2 separate regions of the Sus scrofa genome follow, and region 1 is linked to region 2. Evidence: chromatin contacts called from public Hi-C data. All regions are on one chromosome and are shown on one strand. The core of a region is the stretch at or near the end of the contact, and the rest is flanking DNA. Distances in the headings are between cores, read along the strand shown. Region 1 holds the start of GTF3C5 (general transcription factor 3C polypeptide 5). Region 2 holds the start of GFI1B (zinc finger protein Gfi-1b).

Evidence for each region. Hi-C and Micro-C count contacts between places; a contact is called where the count stands out from the background.
Region 1: a contact with region 2 is called in a Hi-C map of fetal liver, with 2.2 times the contacts expected there. The contact joins the promoter of GTF3C5 here to the promoter of GFI1B in region 2. A contact is called at or near these places in 1 of 5 promoter capture datasets (fetal liver) and 9 of 47 Hi-C or Micro-C datasets (blood, brain, embryonic fibroblasts and 2 more).

The regions. Positions count from the first base shown.
Region 1 is chr1:272,742,214-272,746,064 of Sscrofa11.1, reverse strand. GTF3C5 (general transcription factor 3C polypeptide 5) reads right to left here and starts at 2,538. Exons shown (of 11, transcript XM_021070913.1): 1 at 2,071-2,538. The coding sequence starts at 2,220.
Region 2 is chr1:272,698,920-272,702,917 of Sscrofa11.1, reverse strand. It overlaps GFI1B (zinc finger protein Gfi-1b), which reads right to left and starts at 1,532. Exons shown (of 8, transcript XM_013993949.2): 1 at 567-1,532; 2 at 1-29.

The DNA of each region.
Region 1 (3,851 bases), core at 1,289-3,788, 42 kb before region 2:
CGGCAACAAGCACATCGGCCCTGACTTGTGTGATTTAGCCTTTCCAAGCCTTGGTTCCTTCTCCTTAAAATGGAGATAGCAACAGTACCTACTCAGCTGTTACGATGATTAAATGAAAAAATACATAAAGCACATAGCCTGGAGCCTGCATCATGGGAAACACTCTACATGGGTTGCCCACATGGGGGCAGAGGGACACAGCGAGGGTCAGCTGTGTGCGTGTGAAAACCCCACCAGCGCTCCCTGGGCCGAAGTCACATCTACGTGCTCCCGACACCCAGGACACAGCCTGGCCTTTAGGGAAAGAGGAGGGTTTAAAAGAGCCCCAAGCCTCCGGAATCCCTTCTCATGAAACACGGGCCTAGACTCTGCTGGGTTGGGAAGGACCCCAGCTGAGGGCCTGGCCCAGAGGGGTTGCCCCAGAAACAGGAACGGAGGAAGGACGGGGCTCCTCCCAAAGGGCTCATACTCTAGCTAGGTACAAATGTCCCGGGTTAGTGGAGTAAGGGTCCTGTCAATGCCGCAGTAAGTCGGGCTGAAAGAACAAAACAGGAGGAAGTCCCTTGGCGGCTCCGCGGGTAAAGGATCTGGCATTGTCACTGCTGTGGTGAGGGTTCAATCCCTGGCCCAGGAACTTCCACATGCCATGACGCCATGGGTGTGGAGGGGAGACAAAACAAGACTAACTGGGCCTCTGCTGGCATCTTGTGCTTAATGACATGTTCGGGGTTTTTGGTATTCACCGAGCATGGAGGATGGAGGTCAGAGTTCAGACTTCAGAGGGAGGCATGAATGAGTTCAGATTCCCACCGTACCCCGTAGGAGCTTGTTTGGCCCAACCTTTCTTTTTTTTTTGTCTTTTTGTCTTTTTAGGGCCGCTCCTGAGGCACATGGAGGTTCCCAGGCCAGGGGTCCAATCGGAGCCGCAGCTGCCAACCTACGCTACAGCCTCAGCAACGTGGGATCCGAGCCGCGTCCGCAACCCACACCACAGCTCATGGCAACAGCGGATCCTGATCGAACCCGCAACCTCATGGTTCCTAGTTGGGTTCATTAACGACTGAGCCACTCCGGGAACTCCCCCAGCCTTTCTTCCTGTGTCTTTTTCTGAAAAAAGGGAATAATAATGGTACCTGTACCTAACTCATTAGATTGTTGTGAAGATTCAATCATGCATTTGACAAGTGTTTGGGAAGCAGGCACCACTATGGATGTTAAGACCACAGGTGTGAACGAGAGCGACAAGGTCCCGCTCTCATGGAATTTACAGACTCAGAGCCAAGAGTCCAAGACAGACAATTAACACGTTAAAATAACTTCAGGTTGGAATTAGCAGGTTGGGTAGGCAGATATTAACTGCTAGCAGCCACTTTAGTGAGGGCCATCAGGGAACAACTCTCTCAAGAGGAGACACTTCAAGATCTGGTTCGTGTAAAGCCCTTACATTGAGCTTTCTTTGCACAAGCTAAGAATTCATCTCGGCTCCACTCTTTGCTGGGCGAATCTGAACAAGCTGTTTCAGTTTCCTTGTAAAATTCAGACACTGACACTTCCTACCAGGAAGGGTTCCAGTGAGGATCATGTTTTAAGTAAAGCACCTAGAACTGTAGCTCGTACAGAGTAAGTTGTTAGCTTTGACTACCTTTAGCCTAAATAACATAATTCTTCCTTCCTCCCTCTCACTTAGGTCGACGGTTCCTAATTTCCCATATCTCAGTTTTCTGCTTCGTGAAATGAGGATGTGGCAGTCCAGCACATCCTGCGGTGGCAGAAAGCGGGGAGCTGCAGCTGAGCTGAGCTCAAGGCAGAAATGCCAAAGCTGCGGCTCATCCGAGGATGGGAGACCCTCTCTGCGTCTCCCTATGGTTCTTTTCACGCGCCCTCTGCCCGCGAAGAAAAAACGGTCCACGCCGAGTGGTCTCAGAAGCAAATCCCCGCCCGCTGGCCGCTGCAGAGCCAGCCTCAAGCTCCACTGCCAAGGAAACCTCGCGTCCCTGGGTGGTCCCGCCCCTCTGGCCGTTGTCCCGCGATTGTCCGCCCCGTGGACCCCGGAGACTCCACGCTCCTCACCCGGGAGACGCTTTCCTCGCCGCCCAGGGTCAGCAGCATCTTGGACACGTCGCGCACCAGGCCCGGGTACTCCACACACACCATGCGCCGCTCGTGCCGCAGGTCCACCGAGACGGCGCCCCCCTGCCCCGCGTCGGCCGCCGCCGCCATCCCTGCCAGTCTAGTCGGGTCCGCCGCGGTCCGTTCCTGTCCTCGCGCTCCCAGAGGCCTCGCCCCAAAGGTTCCGCGAAGGAATCGTTCCGGCCTCCTCCTGGCTCGCGCCTCCCCAAATCCCTGAGTTGCGCGAGGCTCGAAGTCCTCAGGGAGCAAAGGCCCGAAGGAAGGGCCTAAGACTTCGGAGTTAACACCCGCTGGATCCTCAACTTTGTGTTTTAAATGAAGAGGGTTGGAGCCCAAGGGGCGGGGTAAGGGCCTGTCTCTCCCACCAACCCGAGGGACGGCGACGCTTGTAAGACACCACCCAGCCCTCGACTTTAGCCAATGAGAACCCGAGGGCCGAGCCGAGCTTTTTAGCCAATGAAGAGTCAAGACGAAGCCGGGTTTCCGCCCCCTTCCTTGGCTCCCTTAGGTTTTAGCCAATAATGAACCAGGGTTAGGTTGGGTCCCCGCCCCTTCCTGGGATTTAACCCAATAATAGATGGGGGCGTGTCCGAAGCAAACTTCCGGCCGCTCTTCCTGCGTGGAAAGGTCCCAGTAAGCAATGGGTTTCCGGACCCCGGGTCCGCCAAGTGGGTTTCCTCCCGGGTGGGTTCCCTCCCTTTCCCGCTGACCGCCCCAGAATGTGGTTTTTAGCGGCGCACGGAGGCCGCGAGGAGTCCGATCTGGACATGGAGAGCGCGATCTGGAAATGCACTTTGAATGCTTGCCCACCTCCACTCTCAGAAAACGCGGAAGCGCTCCCCGCGCGGACTAAGGCGGGCGTCCGTCCTTCGTTTCTTAGTTATTTAGCGCCTGCTGTGTGCTGGGCACCACTCAAACCTCACCGAAGCATGAAGTGAGGAGACCCCGAAGCGAGCGACTGGGGGCCGTTCTAGGAAGTGACAAAAAGCGAAACTTGAAGGAGCAAAGTGGAGGGAGATGAAGGGTCAGAGGTCGACAAAGGCCAAACAGATCCTTAAAACGATTTACCTAACGGGTTGGCTTTTTCTGAGTGCAATGGAGAGCCCTTGAAGGGTTTTGTGCTGGGAGTGCGGGAATCTGATTTATGCATTTGACTCTTTGGCTGTTTCCTTGGCGTTGTTTGTTTATGTTTTAGCGGTGCCTGTGGCATGTGGAAGTCCCCAAGCCTGAACTCGAACCCAAGCCACAGCAGTGACAACCCTGAACCCTTCACTGCTAGGCCACCAGGGAACTCCTCTGTGGCTGTTGTGTAGAGAATAGACCAGAGACACCAAAAGCAGACTCAGATAAACCACCGGAGAGAGGTTGCATAATCCAGGCACGAAATGCTGCCGGGGGAAGTGGCAGTGAGGATGGAAAGAAGGGACTGGATTCGAGGACGTTAGGAGATAAAAGAGACTCCTTGGGAATGGATACCCCACGTTTCTGAAATGACTCCTGAATCAAAAAGTTATGTTATTATTCTAGATGGATTTAAGAAGGCCGAATAAATGACTGCAGGGACCACTAAATACATTTTTTAAAGAAAAATGTGTAATCTGAATGTGAGGTATATGTCATCGGCTGGGAGCCTGAAAGGAAGCCCACTCAGATCGCTGGGAGGAGTCCACCAGCAGCACATGGTGGAGGAGCTGGAGGAGGCCAGGCACAAGGGCTTCGCA
Region 2 (3,998 bases), core at 283-2,782:
TAACAGCATGTGCATTTAAAAAGTAATGGCTAAATTATTAAATCGAAAAAGTTAAAGTCAAAATAAAACTTTAATTTATAAACCTTATTTTGTACAGAGAACTCACAAGTTAGTCTCTTTCTTTCACTTTCTTTTCTCCCCCCCCACACCTTTTTTTGGTCCTTTTTTTTAGGGCTGCACCTGCGGCATATGGAGGTTCCCAGGCTAGGGGTCCAATCGGAGCTACAGCTGTCGGCCTTGACCACAGCCACGGCAACGCGGGATCCGAGCCGCATCTCTGACTTACACCACAGCTCACTGCAACGCCGAATCCTTGACTCGCTGAGCGAGGCCAGGGATTGAACCCGCAACCCCATGGTTCCTAGTCGGATTCGTTTCCGTTGCGCAACGGCAAGAACTCCCTTTTTCTTTCCTTCCTTCTTTCTCTTCTTTCCTTTTTTTCTTTTTCTTCTCCCCCCGCCCCCGGCACCCCTTTCCTTTCCCTTGCCTTCTTTCCGTTTTTCTCCCTTTCTTCCTTTCCTCCCCTTCCCCCTGGAAGCTCAAGCGCTCCCGGAGAAAGCCCTCACCTGTGCTATTAAAGGCCGCTTTTGTATTTAGAGTGGCCTTTCTTGTCCTTGCAGAGGTTGCCGTTGAGGGGAGGAAAAAAAAAAAAAAAAGCAAAAAGTCAAATTCACGCGTCCCCAGACTTGGCCCCAGAACGGGTGAGGAGCAGCGGGTGTGGTTTTGAACGCGGGTGCTTCCCGCTGTACCTCCACCGCCCAGGTTCGGGGCAGGATGCGCTTGGGTCCCAGGCCCGCGTGTGTCGCCATCTGGTGGCCGCGGAGGAGCCATGGGAGGCCGAGGGTGGGGGTGGGGGCCAGGTGTCCCCACCTAGGAGGGATGGGCGTGGGAAGCTGGGACTGCCGGTCCGGATATTTCATCCTGTCGGGCACGGAGCCCCACCCCAAGCCCCCAGCCCCGACCCCCCACCTCCTCCTTCCTCTTCGGCCCCTCCAGCTTCCTTGGGCTTCCGGGCCGCCTGATGTATTTCAGGAGGTTTTGCATACGGGGAGCACTCACAAAACAGCACTGTTAGGCTGATTTGCATGCTCTGCCAGCCCAGCGCTGGAGAGATTAGGTTTCCCGCAAAAAGAAAACAAGTTTGGCGACAGGAAGCCGCAACATAACTGAAGTCCAAGGTCCGACGCGGAGAGCAAGTGGGGGGAGGTTCGGGAGACCCCACTGCTGTTGGGCGGGGGTCCCGCCGGTCTAGGCGGTGCTCCTGGGGCCGGGGGTCCCAACCGGGAGCCAAACGCAGGAGACAGTCTCTGTCTTCCTGATGGAGAGGGACTAGTGGAAACACCTGCAACCTTCTTTGGGTGCTGCACTTGGCCCACAGGCAACTGGAACGATTTGTCATTATGCAGAAAACTTGACAAATAAGTCAAGGGTGTAAAGAAAAATTAAAAATAATTGGAAAGTGGTTACATTAGAAAAGAAAAATCAAAAGTAATTCAAGGGCTTGTCCCTTAACTTGAATGTCCACCCCCTTTTTTGTGTGTGTGTGCTTTTTAGGGCCACACCTGCTACCTATGGAGGTTCCAGGCTAGAGGTCTAATCAGAGCTACAGCTGCCCGCCGTGTAGACACCAGAGCCACAGCAACGCCAGCTCCAAGCAGTGTCTGCAACCTACACCACAGCTCACAGCAACGCCAGACCCTTGATCTGCTGAGCAAGGCCAGGGATTGAACCTGCAACCTCATGGTTGCTAGTTGGATTCATTTCCACTGCGCCATGACAGGAACACCAAATGTCCCCCTTTCTTCTGGCCTTGCCTGTGGCATGTGGAAGTTCCCTGGCCAGGGATTGAACCTGAGCCACAGCGGCGACCCGAGCTGCTGCAGTGACAACCTGTTGGATCCTTAACCTGCTGTACCACAGCGGGAACTCCTCACATTCTCACTTTATTACACACACACACACACACACACACACACACATTTTGCTATCATCAATCAGCAGGCCCTTTTTTCCCAGTGAATGTTACTTTATTTCAGTCCCTCCTAAATTCTTTTTTTTTTTTTTTTTGTCTTTGTTGTTGTTGTTGTTGTCGTTGCTATTTCTTGGGCTGCTCCCGCGGCATATGGAGGTTCCCAGGCTAGGGGTTGAATCAGAGCTGTAGCCACCGGCCTACGCCAGAGCCACAGCAACGCGGGATCCGAGCCGCGTCTGCAACCTACACCACAGCTCATGACAACGCCGGATGTTAACCCACTGAGCAAGGCCAGGGACCGAACCCGCAACCTCATGGTTCCTAGTCGGATTCGTTAACCACTGAGCCACGACGGGAACTCCAAATTCTTTTTTTTTTTTAACATGTTAAATGGTTTCACAGTTTTGTGTGGCTTACCTTATCAGCCACCTCCCCCATTCAGGGCATTTAGTTATTTGTGGTATTTTCTAGCTGCTGTATCGGACCCAGAGAATTCAGCTGCTGTCCTAAGATGTAATCCCACTTAGGGGCCTCATCTTCCCCATTAAGTAAGTAATCAGCTCAGGGTCTCCCTTTGCAGACCAGGATCCCAGGCTGTGAGTAAAGGCAGGTCTTGGGAGTTCCCCAATGGGCTAGTGGTTAAGGACCTGGTGTTGTCACTGCTGTGATGCAGGTTTCATCCTTCCCCTGGGAACTTTGGCATGCTGAGGTTGTGGCAAAAAAAAAAAAAAAAAAAAAAAAAAAAAAAAAGGCAGGCATTCCCTGGAGCCATGAAGGATCCTCTCTATGGGAGAGCAGTGTCCAGGCCCCCAGCCCCAGGCACTTCAGTTGAAGCCTGGGGTGGGAGGGAGGAGGGTACACACAGCCTCACTTAGGTTCTTGCCACCTGAGGTCTCCCTGCCTCCGGACCCTCTCCAGGGCTGCCTGTGAGGGCCAACACCATTCCCCGTGGTAGGCAGCCCTGGAAATGAAGAGCCTTCATTTAACCTCTCCAGAGGGCTAATCATTTCAGCATCCTGGTGCCCATCCATCCATCCACCCATCCACCCACCCATCCATCCACCCCTTCACCCGCCCATCCATTCATCCATCCATTCGAGTAGGTATCTTTCACATGCCAGGTCCCTCCTTCTTCCCCCTTCCCTCCTCCAGCTCAGGCTGCCAGAACAAAACACCACAGACTGGGTGACTCAGCACTGACTTCTCACCAAGGCTGGAAAGTCCAAGCTAAGGTGCAAGCAGATTCTGTCTCTGGTGAGGACAGACTTCCTGGCTTGTAGACGGCCACCTTCTTGCTGAATCCGCACTCGCCAGAGAGAGGGCGAGCTCCGGTCTCTCTTCCTCTTTTCGTGAGGACACTAATCCATCATGGGGGCCCCAACCGCCTGACCTCATGTAAACCTAATTACCTTCCCAAGGCCCCGCCTCCAAATACCATCACATTCATTCATTGGCATAGGAATTTGGGGGGGACACATTCAGTCCATCACACTCCCTTAGCTAATACAGGCTCATTGAGTTCTTGTAGGTACCGATATGGAAGTTTCAAACAAGAACCAGACAGAAGCCCTGGGGGGCTCCTTTTTGGTCTAGCAATTGGGACAGAATACCCTGAAATTTACAATTAGGGGTGATACATGCTGTGATGATTCTATGGTTTGCATGTAAACAAGGAGCATGGGGTGTGGGGAGATGGACCCAGACTTGGAGAGTTGATGAAGGAGGTGCCATCTAAGGTGATGCCAGGCTGAGTTAGGTGCTAGAAGTGAAGGAGGTGCAAAGAGCTGGAGGCAGCGTCTTCCAGGAACTGACAGCAGCTATTTCAGCATGAGTGGAGCGTGGAGGCCGAAGGAAGGGGAGGGAAAGATAGGACGTTCGAGAGATGAGCCTAGAGAGGAAAGAAGAAGCAAGATAGGGAAGATTTCTCCCTGGTTTAAAAAACTTTGATGATTCTCTTTGCCTAACAAAAAAAATCTCAGCTTCAAAGATTAGTAATGTTTTCACAGTGCCAGATGTCTTTCAAATG